Regions from separate parts of the Mus musculus genome. Here region 2 is linked to region 1. Evidence: chromatin contacts called from public HiCAR-type data. All regions are on one chromosome and are shown on one strand. The core of a region is the stretch at or near the end of the contact, and the rest is flanking DNA. Distances in the headings are between cores, read along the strand shown. Region 1 overlaps Tfcp2l1 (transcription factor CP2-like 1). Region 2 has its middle 130 kb from the start of Tfcp2l1.

Region 1 (7,111 bases), core at 3,010-5,509:
AATGCAACAGGGCTAACTGGCCATGGCTGAAACCTCCCAAACTGAGCCCAAATAACCAACCTCACACATTGTCACAGTAACAAAAAGCTAACACACACAGCCTAGGTCCCCAGAACAGGGTGGGAGTTGGTCTTAGAACAGCCTGAACCCAGTCTCCTGATCTTTAAGACTTATTTTACCTTTAATTTTGTGTGTGTGTGTGTATATGTGTGTGTACACTTGTGTGTGTGTGTGTGTGTGTGTGTGTGTGTGTGTGTGTGTGTGTCTGTCTGTCTGTCTGTCTGTCTAGGTGCAAATGAATGAAGTGACTGCAGAGACCAGAAAATGGTTTGGTTCCCCTGAAGCTGGAGCTGCATGTGAGTGGTTGTGAACCACCAGATGTGGGTGCTAAGAACCAAACTTGGGGACTCTTTAAGAGCAATTTGTGTTCTCATCTACTGAGCCTCTCCTCCAGCCCAGTCTTCCATTCTGATGAAACCTATCCACTTACCCTCCCAGACCCAAGAAAGTCACAGCAGATCTTTCTCTGCCTTGTGTGAATAAACACAAATCCTGGTATAGTCTCCCTCTCGGTAGAATGTAAGCACTGCGGTATTCTCATTGTGGCATCTGGCTCATCTGGATTCTCCGAGTCCCTTACTCACTCTGCCCATCAGGGTGGCCCTTACTTGGGCTTCCCAGAAACTGTCTATGAAATCCCAAACCCAAGTCCATAGAGAACAGATGGCCAGGCCTGCAGTGCCCCTGGAGATGTCCATTCTGGCTTGGCTAGGACTAGGTATGAGAAGACTTGGTTTGCCTTGCTCTCAAAGGCTGCTCCAAGTTCAGCATCTTCTGGAGGACCCTGGACTGGCAGATCCCACCTGCCACCCATCACCTATGACACCAAGGGACACAGAAACACTCTTCATTCATCAGGAAGGCAGAGAGAGGCTTACCTTTTAATGTGCTGAGGATAAAACAAGACTCATCTTGGAAATTCTGAACCATCTGAAAGGCAAAGGCAAGACATGTTCTTCACAATGACATCACAAAGGTTTAGGGAGGAGTTGGAGAGACAGCTCCATCAATAAAGTGGTTGCTGTGTGAGCAGACAGGAGGCACCAGAAAGACACCATTCAGGGTCTCTTTTGACCTCCACAGGCCCACATGCACAAAACAAAAGTTAGTGAAAGAGCCAGGTGGCGCACTCAGAGGCAAGTGGATTTGAGTTCGAGGCCAGCCTGGTCTACAGAGTGAGTTCCAGGTCAGCCAGGGCTACACAGAGAAACCCTGTCTCGGGGGAAAAAAAAGTTAGTGAAAGATAATAGGCAGGCAGTGGTGGCACATGCCTTTAATCCCATTGCTCAGGAAGTAGGCAGGTGGATCTCTGTGAGTTCAAGGCCAGCCTGGTATATAAAGTGAGTTCCAGGACAGCCAATGCTCTGTCACACAGAGAAACTCTGTCTCCAAAAAAGTAAAAGATAAAACATCTATTTGTTTATTATATGTTGGGTCATCTAGGTCTTTACTGGACTCATTAAAGGAAAGTTTATGCTACAACAAAAAATATATTTAAAAAAATTGAACACAAAACCAGGCATGGTAGAATATACTCTTAATCCTAACACACAGGAAGCAGAGACAGACATATCTCCGTGAGTCAGTCCAAGGCCAACCTGGCCCATACAGCTAATTCTAGACCTGCTAGGGTTATTACATCATGAGACCCTTGACTCAGAAACAAGCAACAAATTTAAGCACAGTCAATCCCATTTTGGTCAACAACAAAACACAAATACAATTGGTGGAGCTGAAATTTTCTCACTGCTTAGTGGCACTGTCATCCTGGTAACACAATTATTCATGTCTGTGGTAAAGTTGTAAGCACCCTACTATGTGGCCAGTATGGTACAGATGACCCACAGTACACACACTTGGTAGTGACCCTAAATTACTCCACTGCTGATTTACACATTTGACACATTATCTTTTGTGCTACTATGTTAGAGTGTCCCCTCACACAGCAGTCCCCTCGAGTGCATTGATGCTATGCGCAGTGACTGTACCATCCGGGGTTGAGTGCCTGTAAGCTAGGGTGCTTCCATAGTGATGTCCTCACTTAGCTAACCTGCTTCTAAAGCAATTGTGCCTGAATGCAATGCAAATGTGCTCCCTGGGCCAATGCCTTTGAACCAGAGCCAGAGCCAGTGGTACCATTGGGAAAGTCGTGGAACCCTTATGAGGTGGAGCTTTGCTAGAGGACAGGGTCAATGGGTGTGTCTTGAGCACTTATAGCTAGATGCTCTGCTTCCTGATGGCCCAGTGGCCTCCCCAGCTCCTGCTGCTATACTTCCCCCACACTGATGGATCCTAATAACCCTTCCTCCCTTGTGCTTCTCAGCAGGTCTTCTGCTATGGCAACAAGAATTAACTAACCACCATAATTAATAGATGTGTGTGTCCGTGGCTTTACAGGGACCAAACAGAAAGAGGTTAATACTCCCACATGATCAGGAAAGACAATTTATAGCCATGTCTCCTAAGCTTTCACTATGATTTGCAAACACTGACCACAGAAAAGCTTTCTGTTTCTGGCTCCACGGCCTCATCTGTAAAACAGATGATAACAACATAAGCAGGGTGTACAATGGGAACTAGCACCTCTGCAGGTGATAAATCCAGGTGATAAATCTCTAGAAAACGCCATGTTCTGGATGGAGGTCACCCCTCAAGCTCTCCTGCTCATGTGCACCTTCACACGTGCATCTTTGGCATTCTCAGTAGCAGGAGTGTGAGTCAACTGGGATCTAACCACTCAGAGGTACAGTGACCCTCAGCTGCACATATTCACATATTTGTGAATCAGAACATATGGTGGAGGGAAAAGAGGAACACGGAGAGAATGCATGCCCAGTCCACACTGGGCTGAGGAAATGACAAGTTGGAAACATGCGCTTTGCAGGCATGAAGAGCCAAGTTTGATCCCCAGAACTCAGATTAAAAAACAAACAAACAAAATAGGCCTGATACTGTGGCTTGTAACCCCAGTTGCTGGGCACGTAGAGACAGACACAAGGATTGCTGAGGCTCTCTGACCAGCCATCACAGTCTCCCTGGTCAGCTCTAGGACAGGAAGAGACCTGTGTTAAAAGCCATGGTGGGTAGTAGCTGAGGAACATGAGGAACAACGGTCAAGGCTATCCTATAGCCTCCACAAGCACACAGACATGTGTACTGCCCTAAGCACGTTAGGGAGGGAAGAGGAAATGATTAGTGTAAAATATACACGGACAAGCAAGGGCCAAACATGATACTACAAAGGGGCCTATAACCATCACAGTCTAGTGACCTGGGTGCAAGGCCTTAAATACTTATTAAAATTGCAAGTCAGGGCAGTGAGGTAGCTCAGCCAGCAAAAGCACTTGTCATGCGAGCCCTGTAGGCCTAAGTTTCATTCACAAAACCCACTCACACACAGTGTCCTATGATTTCCACACATATACTTTGTATGCACACACACATATACAGGCACACATAAAGGTAAAATAAGTTTTAAAAATAAAATGTACATTAGTTTTACAGGATCTTTGCATGTGTAAGCTATATTTCATAATATACATTCAGAAGTAGTTAAAAAAAAAAAAATATATATATATATATATATATATATATATATGTAAACATGCATGCCAAAACCAACAGGGTAGCAAATCTCCTTTCTATTAAAAAGAAAAAGAAGGGCTGGTGAGATGGCTCAGTGGGTAAGAGCACCCGACTGCTCTTCCGAAGGTTCGGAGTTCAAATCCCAGCAACCACATGGTGGGTCACAACCATCCGTAAAAAGATCTGACTCCCTCTTCTGGAGTGTCTGAAGACAGCTACAGTGTACTTACATATAATAAATAAATAAATCTTAAAAAAAAAAAAAAGAAAGAAAAGAAAAAGAAAAAAAAAAAAACCAGAAACCCACATTTTATTGCCTGCTCTGGACTACTGCCTCAAATCTTACAAATGCATCCACCTGTCGACCCTGACCCTCCCCGCAGGGCCTAATGGTGCATGAAGTACATTTATTCTATACCTCAGCCTGCTCCAGCTCGGACTCTTGGCCGCCCAGCCACTTGGGCATGAAAAGCCCTAAGCGGGGCCCACAAGGGCTTAATCAGTAACTCCCTTGTTTAATTGAGTGCCCTTGCACCCCAGGGGCTGGCTCCTTGCTGGCCAGGCTGCCTCCAGCACTCTGAGTAATTCAGAGCTGAAGGTTTCCAAATTGATTCGGGTTGAGTGGGAAGGAGACTTGGGGAATGAGAATGGCCTACTTAGCCAGGGTGGCGTTTGAGGTCTGTTCCCTGCTTCACTTGCTTAACTGCCTGCTGTCGAGGGCACAGGGCAAGTGGGGGAGGGTGCAAGAAACAGTCATGGTTTTTTGTCTTCTTAAACAGAAATGGTTGAGGGTCTGAGGATGTGGCTCCAGGGCTTGCTTAGTTAGTCTGTACAAAGCTCTGGAGTCTGTCTCCAGCACAGCATAGAGAAGGTATGGTACAGTGCAGGGCTGCAATCCCAGCACTGTAATCCCAGAATGGGGCCAGGGCAGATCAGAAAGTCAGGGTTGTCCTTGGCTACACAATAAATTCAAGGCCAGCCTGGGCTACAGATCTTCCTTGAGGTGCAAAGTGACATGCCTTCCAGTTCATTAGCATGGTCGTCTACCACTCGGGCCCTTCATCCTCCTAGCTTCTCTTAGCCCTAGAAGCAGCACTGCTGGTCTCAGTATCATTTTCTGTGAAACAGGAGCAAAAAGTAGCTACTTTAAGCTAGACCTGGTGGTACATGCCTATAGTTCCAATGCTTACAAGGCAGTAACAGGATGACTATAACATGATTAAGGCTAGCCTGGTCTACATAGTGAGTTCTGGACCAGTCTGGGTTTTACACTGAAGCACTGCCACAAAGCAAACCAGAACAGAACAAGGAGGTACAACTTCATTGAGCTGGGCTTGTTGCATACTCCTCTAATCCTGGTGCCCAGGAGACAGAGGCAAGCAGAGGATTGTAGCAAGGTCAAGGCCAGCCTGGTCTACATAAGGAGTTTCAGGTCTCATCTCTTTTGAGATTGTCACAAAACCAACAACCAAACAAACAAAACCATAGCTCCCATTTCTCAAGAGGTTGGATCTCTTACTGGTTCAGCTCTCCAACAATTGGTTCATCTGGATTTCTACCTTAACTTCACTCCATATCAGCTGTAGCATCTTTGGGCAACTACTCAGTATCTCTGTGCCTCAGTTTCCTATGTATGAAATGGGATGCTAGCAGATGCTAGATGTGCGTGTGTGAGTGTGTGTGTGTGTGTGTGTGTGTACATGTATATACACACATACATATATATATATATATATGAATATCATGTACATATTACTTAATACATGATACATGTGAACTATATACATATACATGTAAGCAGGAGTAGCAGCCAGGACATAGTGGCCATGTGACTATGATTTGGATATGGAGTGTCTCTCAAAGGCCTCTGTACTGACTGCCTCTGTGCTACTGAGATATGGAACTTTTAAGAGGTTGGGCCCAGCAAAAAAGTTAGGTCACCAATGTTAGTAGTGAAGGGGATACCGGGACCTTAGTACCCCACACCTACTCCCTTGCTTCTTGACCATAGTGAGAACAATTTGCTCAGCCGCTCTCCTACCATGATAGTTTCTATCTCTCCATCACTGGGGTTGTACTGTGGTTTACCACTATGCCCAGCTTTTGACACGGGCTCAGGACGCTGAACTCAGGTGTCCATACTTTAAAGGTGAGCCCTTTACTAAGTGAGCCTCTCCCCAGACTGAACCTTTCTTCTTAAGTTCATGATCCCAGACATCCCTTACAGTGCAAGGACACTGACCAATACACCACCAGACACACATTTCTGTTAGTTGGAAATGTCAGTTGAAGGAAGATCCAGGACAGACAAGCATAAGATCATCTGTTCCATCATAGGCAAGGGATGCTCAATTTAGCAGGCAAGTCTGCTCAACACATCACTCCTCACAGGACTGGACCAAGACTCCGTCACTTTCTGGATATTTGCTAGCCACTATTTCCAGCTTCCACAGGATTGTGTTGAGCACAAATTCAGTGGCACACACCTTCATCACTCAGGGAGGCCTTGCTAGTAGTGTCTCCCATGGGCCATAGCAGCCCATCATTTAACTACTGGCCTCTCAGGACATGATTCCTACTTGATGGGTAGCCCATTCTTCAGACTGCAGTTGCCCCAAGAGCACCCAGCCAAGGACAACTGAAGAAGGCTGTCCTCTGAGTATAACAGCCATTAGCATCTTAGTCACAGCGGCTAGGGTTACTCACAAGAGACCCTCACGATAGAGCCTGTGGGGCCACGGAGATGAGTGAAGGTGCTTGCCCCAAGTCTGACTCCTTAGTCCCACATGGAGGAAGGACAGGACTGAGTCCTTCAATCTAGCCTCTAATCTCTGTGTGTGTCCCTTTGTACCCATTCACCTCCTTACCACCCCACTAAGTAAATGAATAAATAAATGTAATAAAAATGTCTGTTATTGTAGGGCTTGTTGCTAGTTCCTTATTATAGAGGGAAGAGGGCATGAGGAGGGTTCTCGGCCCCTCACATGGGACTCTAGCTGATTCCGCACACCTTCCCTCCAAGTTTAAGTGACTAGTTTGGAAGGTAAACTGAGAAACTCCATCTATGTAGCTATGGGGACAGACTGTTGGTGATAAAGCTGTTTTGGGGTCATCTTTGCTCCTAAGCCCAATAAATGAATCAGTTTGGAATTCTTACTTAAGGCTTTTGTTGACACCCTAAGAAGACACTTGTTCATATTTTTTTCCAGGAAAAGTCATACAACATCGACTCAGCAGTGGTAAGAACTTCCCCTTGCTGATATCATAGGCAGCCAGTAGGCTTTCAGCTTCAAGCAGGCAACATGCATAGAAAACAGAGACCCTCTGATCCAGTGGAGGATGCTCCTGAGTGCATCTGGGACTCTTATGGAGGGCCAGGTCAGCTCACCTCATTGCTTACCACCACGTGGATGCCAGCGGGACCCTGTCGATAGACGCGGTGTATATGCTGTGGGGGGATGCTGTA
Region 2 (7,111 bases), core at 2,288-4,787, 84 kb before region 1:
ACACACGTACACAAGCAAACGTGGAACACAGACACACATACACACACACACATCATACACTCATAGAGAGATGCATAAGAAATCCACATCAACCGTAACACCACCATGTGTGTTGTCTTAACAGATGCTCTTGGTACTGTGTAGGAGAAGCAACTGTGGAAATTCCTACAGCTTTCCTTTTGTCCTCTTACACATAGAACTTGTCTTGCCAGCAGGTGGCAGTAGATGGCCAGAAATGAGGTAGGTGCAAGGAGATTTCAGTTTTGAGAGGTGAGTCTCCCAGGGTAACTGTTCACTTGGATCTCTGCAGCAGCCTGACGGTTTGATACTCTCGACTTTGTTACTCTTGTAACAAAGTAACAATATGCCGTTGGTGGGCACAGAGGCATCATCAGGGTTTGTCCTGTCTGACCTAGGAGTAGGGTTGATCACAAAATGAGACCTTAGGAGCAGATGTTTCCTGCTCATCTCTGTGGTTCCAGATCATCACTGGGAAAGGGAGGGTGCCTCGTGGGGCAGATGGCTTCCATGTGTTCACCACCTGGAAACAGGGGAAGCAGCTGTAGTATTAATGAGGTCTGGGGGTGGGGTGATGGACTCCCGAGGGAGTCAGCTTGGGGCTGGGTGGTGCAAACCTGTAGCCCTCAGCCTTCAGATCCATCCAATGAGATTTTAATGTTGTCAGTATTATTAATTACTATTGTGTACATGATGTGTGTGTGAGGAGGGTGGGGGTTGTATGCCGTGGTAGTAGGTGGGTATGCACATGTGTACAGACAGATCAGAGGACAGCTTGTGTAGCTTGCTCTCCCAAATCACTTTTACAGGCTGAGACATCTCTCTGGCGCTCTATCCAATATTTCTAAATTCCCTGAAAATTATACAGATTTATAATAGATTGCATTATGACATTCTCATACAAATATGGACTGAATTTCACATCAATTAAGAAAATCAAGAGACACGCCCCCCTCCCCAACGCTCCCACAGGCCAACCAGATCTACACAATCTCTCGCTGATATGTTCTTCCCAGGGGGACTCTAGGTTGTGCCAACTAAACTAAACCACCATACAGACAAACTTGTGGGCATTCCACAGAGAATATCCAGACCAGGTAAGAGGCAGGAGAATACTCTGCATGTCAGTGGTACTGTCAGGTGGACTGATGCGCCTGGTCAGGTGTACAGGAGGAAGTCAGCTTAGCATCATCTCCTTCTGCTTCCCGACGCTGGCTGCAGTGTGACCAGCCACTTCCTTTCCATGGCCGACTGCATCTGTGTACTGGGAGCCAGAAGAAACCTTTTATCCTTTAAGTTGCCTTTGTCAGGTTCCTGTCACAGAAACCAGTTCAGTGACCTTCAGGACCAACTTCCTGTTGCCACCCTCCCACCAGGAACTAGAGAACACTGGGACCTCATGCAACGTCTCCCAGAACCCCTGGCTCATGAGCAGCTGTGGACACTTCTGAAAGTTCCTATTCCCATTACAGGGGCTGGCTGGGAGTCTTTCTGGAAAGCTCCTGGAGAATCTTGATGTTGAGTAGATGTTCGGGTAAGCGCTCTCTGGGGAGAAGACAAAGGGAGAAAGGGATTCTCAGCCCAGGGAGACTGACATCCACACTATAAAACAGGGCGAGGAGAGAAGTCTCGGTGAGCCCAGAAGGCAAGAGGATTCACTGGCTGTATGTTGGCAGTCATTCTCCTGCTTCAGTCCTTGGTTCTTTTGGCTGTCACCTGCCACACTTCTCTATTACATCATCTCCTAGTCTGAGAGGAGACCCAGCAAGCCTTGCTCCAAGGACTCTGTGAATCACTGTGGTCAGCTCGATTGCCTGGGGCCTTTTGTTCCTCTCCTAAAGTTGATGCTTAGAGTCAGCAGAGCCACGGCCACTTCTCCATGTCCTAATAATCCTCAGACCTGTGACTTTACAGTAAAGTAATAATAGCTGCTGTCTCCAATCTGACATCATGGCAAAAGGACATTGGTAACAATGACAACATCACATGCAAAAACCATACAGTTGACTTAAAGACAAACAGCCAAGAGACAACTCAGTAGTGAGCCCTGTGAACTCTTGCCACAGTCTGAGTACAGCTCTCAGACTCAACAGAGACACTTCCTTGTATAGTAGATGATAGTTAACAGGCACCCACACTGGTTAAAGTGCAGAGACTAAGTGTTAGCGGAGTGCTCTACCACAAACAGGACTTCTCTGTCACAGCTCTATCCCCCAAGTTTCAGGGACCATCACTAAAGAAGGGACAGAAAGATTATTACATAGAGCCATTCCAGTAGGAATGGGGTGAAGTAGTGTCTTCTGGACACGACAGGACCACTACACTTAAGAACTCCCAGCAGCTGTGGCTACCTGTGTAAGACCTACCTAAGACCAAGCCAGTCAGCATTCCATCATGGACAGGGAGGGGCTCGGGAGCCCCAGGCCTTAGCTGAGGAGCAATTGACAGTTGATGGCTTTGAGAAGATAAAGACAGTTTGCTTTAAAGGTGTGGCCCCTGGAATGTTGACCATGCTCCAGTGAATTAGTCCACGGGGAGCACAAATTCAAGGAGGAAGAGGAAGAAGAGGAGGAGGAGGAGGAGGAGGAGGAGGAGGAGGAGGAGGAGGAGGAGTGATGGCTCAAAGCTGGAGGGGATGAGGGGGTGGATCTGGGAGGAGTTAGCTGAAGAAGGATGAATATGATCAAAATAAATTGTATGCATGTATGAAACCCTCAATAACAAAATATTACATTTTAGAAAACAAAAACCCTGTGATCTGAGTATAGAGTTCCCGTGGTAGAGTGCTGCCTAGCATGTATGTGGCCCTAGGTTCAATCCCAGCATTGTTTAAACCAAGTGTGATGCTGCACACCTGCAGTCCTAGTACACAGCAGGTGGGGGCAGGAGGGTTTCAAGGTCATCATCAAGTACACAGCAAGTTCAAGGTTAGCCTGGGCTCCGTGGGAACATACACACATATGCATCTTGTCGGAAAAGGAAGAGTTTGGCCAGGGACCCTAAACCAGGTGGATCAACTGCTCGTGGACAGGTTTGAGGGAAGGGACAAACCTGTCCCTTGCTTAGCTTGCATAAACGCGTGCACATCTCATCTCCTGATGCTGAGACCTGCCCTCTGAGCTCAGAGGTAGGACTGCTCTGTGGTCCCTGTTGGGCCTCAGATGGCAGAGGGGAACATTCCTACGAGCTTAAAAGGCTTGAGAACTGGGTTGCACCCAACTGTCCTGGGGCCCTCTGTTGGCCTTGTCCTAAAGGGAGGTTCCAGGCGAACAATTCAGGAATGAGGGGGGAATTCCCAAGTTTCCTCCTCCACAAGTACGGAAAGCCCGAGGGAGACGATTAGAGTAAGAAATGCAAGTGAGACCACACAAGCACCCAGGGCATCTGTCACAGTGGAGCAGGGCGTTCTGCTCTCTCTATGGGGCCAGGTTTTTATAACTGGGATAATAACTGGGGCTAGGATGAGGGTAGGGAGCACAGGCTAGGGTGCCCTTCCCCCACTTCAGTAGCAGCCAGCCAGCTTAGCCCCTGGATTTGAGGAAACCCTGGCCAGGGTTTGCTCTGGGGGAGACTACAGCTCTGAGGGAAGTGATTTGAAAATCAAATGGGCTTGCTGGAACATTCCATTCCTGAGCGGAGCAGTTTCCAGCACTTAAATGAGCTGTGCGAGCATAATGGCCTTGGGAGCCAGGTTATCTCGGGGCCTTTGCAGGGATCTGCCTAACATTCCCCTGGTACCCTAGGGAGATGACAGGGCCAGCAAGATGGCTCAGAAGGTAATGGCATTGTTGCCATGCCTAAGAACCTCAGTCCAATTCTTAGGTCCCAGAGAGGGTCAGTTCCCACAAGTTGTCCTCTGACATCCACATGCACACCAAAGCAAGACTGAGACCACACAGCACACACACACACACTATCACATCCACCATACATATATACACACACCATATACATATACACACCACACATACACACACACATATATAGACACCATACATACACAGATATACCACATACATGCATATCCACACACCACACATCCGCACACCAACATATACACACAGGCACAAACACACAAACACACACACACATATATCCATAGCCACACACCACACATCCACATACACACATATTTATAGACACCATACATACACAGATATACCACATACATGCACATCCACATACCACACACACACACAAAACTGTAGGAAGAAAAGAAGCATTTGTGGAGTGCTGATGGTGTCTGGTGGTGTCTGAGTCTGTGTGTGTGTCTGTGTTTGTGTCTGCTTATGTGTCTGTTTGTCTGTGTCTGTGTATATTGTGTGTGGCTGTATGTGTCTGTGTGTTTGTGTGTGTCTGTATGTTGTCTGTGTGTGTGTGTCTGTGTATGTGTGTATCTGTGTGTGTATATCTGTGTGTGTCTGTGTGTGTATCTGTGTGTGTGTCTATGCCTGTGTCCGTGTGTGTGTCTGTCTGTCTGTGTGTATGTGTGTGTATCCGTGTGTGTCTGTATGTATATGTGTGTCTGTGAGTGTATCTGCACGAATGTGTGTCTGTCTGTGTGTGTGTCTATGTCTGTGTCTGTGTGCATGTCTATATGTGTGTCCACGTATGTGTCTGTGTGTGTGTCTGTGTGTGTGTGTGTGTGTGTGTGTGTGTGTGTGTGTGTGTCTGTGTCTGTGTGTGTGTCTGTGTCTGTGTGTTGAGACAAGGTCTCGCTGTGTATCCTGGACTATGCTGAAATCCCTGCTGGATCATCTAGCCTCTTTCTCCTGAATGCGGGGGATACAGATGTACTCCACTACGCTTAGCTCTTCAGTTCTATTGTACAGATGAGAGGTGAGACTGAGCTGGGGGAGATGGCTTCGTGAATTAAGTTCTTGCTATGCAAGCATGAGGACCTGAATTCTGTCCCCAGCATCCATATTAAAAACAAACAAGGGCTGGTGAGACCACTCAGCAGGTAAGAACACTGACTGCTCTTCCGAAAGTCCTGAATTCAAATCCCAGCAACCACATGGTGGCTCACAACCATCCATAATGAGACCTGACGCCAATTTCTGGTGCATCTGAAGACAGCTACAGTGTACTTACATATAATAATAAATAAATCTTTAAAAAATTAAAAACAAACAAACAAGCAAATGGAAGAGGAGACGAGTGTCTGTGGTCCCACTCTGGAGAAAAGACACCGACTAGAGGATCCTAGGAGCCCACTGGCTGCCAGCCTAGCCAATCAGTGAGCTCTAGGTTCAGTGAGAGACCTAGTCTCAAAAAATATGGTGGAAAATGACTGAGGAAGACACCTGCTGTTGACCTTTGCCCTCCACATGCTCAACATGGGCATATGAATCCATACACACACACAACACTCATGCATACGTTACACACATCATGCATTGATGATGATGGTGATGGTGATGGTGATGATGGGAGAGATTGAGGAAGGCTCATCTTGTTGTTTCATCCCTGGTTTCTTCCTCTTTCAGGACACCCAGATGCCCTTTTCAGTGTGTGTGTCTCTATTGTCCAAGACTCACAGCTTGTGCTCTCATTTCACACCCCACATCATCCCCAACAGACATGAATGAATAAGACCCTGAACTGATACAAACTCAGAAGCCCCGGTTTCTGCCTTGCAAGCCCTGTGGTTCTGGGAAGTACTCACTATCCCCATGAGAGCTTGAACAGACACCTCATCAGCAGAGGGTAACCAGGAATGATGGGCATGTGTCAGGCACCACGGATGAGCACCTGAATCACAGAGCTAACAGTGGAAATCACACAAAAGGGTGACAGGCAGGCCTGTGGAACTGCCAGCTTCTATGGATGGGGACTTCTTACTCTTACCTAAGATCCAGCTGAGGTGTCCATATGCACTTTGTTTTTTCAGGTTAGTTCGCCTTTAAAAACTATGTAGCAGGGGCTGGCCTCGAACTCACAAACTTTTTGCCTTCACCTCACTAGTAACTGGATTATAAGCAAGAGTTCCTAGCTCTGTTTTGTTTTGTTGTTTTGTTCTGTTCTGTTCTGTTCTGCTCTGCTCTGCTGCTGTTGTTGTTGTTGTTGTTGTTGTTGTTGTTGTTGTTGTTGTTGAGGTTGAGACAGGGTTTCTCTTTATAGCTTTGACTGTCCTGGAACTCACTATGTAGACCAGGCTGGCCACAGACTGTCTCTGCCTCCCAAGTGCTGGGATTAAAGGTGTGTGCCACCACTGCCAAGAGGAGTCACCTCCTCTTTGAGTGACCATTGCATGTGCAATAGCCCAGCAGTAGTTGGGGTCCCTGAGAAGAGGCCGTAGAAAGTGTGCTTGCCCTGCATCCCAGGACAACAGAGGAGTAGTCTGAAGTTTCTAATGCACATACGGTTCTGACTTTTGTGTGTGTGTGTGTGTGTGTGTGTGAGAGAGAGAGAGAGAGAGAGAGAGAGAGAGAGAGAGAACATGTATCTGCATGTGTATGGTGTGGAAGACAGAGGTTGGTATTAATACTCCACTTTGCTGGGTTTTTTTTTAACATTTGGAATTTTTAGGTTCATAGTGTGTGTGTGTGTGTGTGTGTGCGCGCACACACACACACACACGCACACGCTCACATATGTACATGCACATACGTGCATACATGCATGCAATGCTATATATGTGACAACTTTCAGAAGTTGGCTCTCTCCTTCCATTATGGGTTCTGGAGATGACGTTAGGTTGTCAGGCTTGGGGACAAGTGCTTTCATCAGCTGAGACATCTCCCATCTCATGGCCCTCCTCATTGTTTCACACAAGGTCTCTAACTGAATCTGGAGCTTGCCAATTCGGTGAGTCTAGCTGGCCAGCGAGGCCCAGCAACCCTTCTGTATCTGTCCTTGGTGTGTGGATCACAGGTCATTCTGCTGCTGGTGGTGACCTTTACATGGGTGGTGAGCGCCTGAGCCCAGGTCCTTATGCTTGCACAGCAAACACTCAATCAACTGAGTCATTTCCACAGCCCCAGGTCTCTTTCTCCTGTGTCCTCACCTGATTGGACACAGCCCTGGACTCTTGCAAGCTCATTCCCACACCCCAGATGACCAGTGGGGAGTAATCAGAGCTAATCTCTGA

What was found. HiCAR-type assays count read pairs that join an accessible place to other places.
Region 2: a HiCAR-type map of kidney shows a contact between it and region 1, with 2.5 times the contacts expected there. The contact joins two enhancer-like sites. A contact is called at or near these places in 3 of 39 promoter capture datasets (embryonic stem cells, liver and trophoblast stem cells), 12 of 484 Hi-C or Micro-C datasets (the Patski cell line, embryonic stem cells and trophoblast stem cells), 7 of 115 datasets of contacts at active chromatin or transcription factors (astrocytes, embryonic stem cells and kidney) and 1 of 9 other capture datasets (embryonic stem cells).

The regions. Positions count from the first base shown.
Region 1 is chr1:118,669,454-118,676,564 of GRCm38.p6, reverse strand. Tfcp2l1 (transcription factor CP2-like 1) reads right to left here. Exons shown (of 15, transcript NM_023755.2): 13 at 7,034-7,111; 14 at 939-990. Among named protein-coding and RNA genes, the nearest start is that of Tfcp2l1, 45 kb to the right of the region's middle. Within about 2 kb of position 4,259, at least 14 of the 459 cell types and tissues checked have an H3K27ac peak or open chromatin away from gene starts, as enhancers often do. A contact at or near this core is called in kidney, where this site is marked.
Region 2 is chr1:118,752,872-118,759,982 of GRCm38.p6, reverse strand. No RefSeq gene overlaps it. Among named protein-coding and RNA genes, the nearest start is that of Tfcp2l1, 130 kb to the right of the region's middle. Within about 2 kb of position 3,537, at least 17 of the 459 cell types and tissues checked have an H3K27ac peak or open chromatin away from gene starts, as enhancers often do. A contact at or near this core is called in kidney, where this site is marked.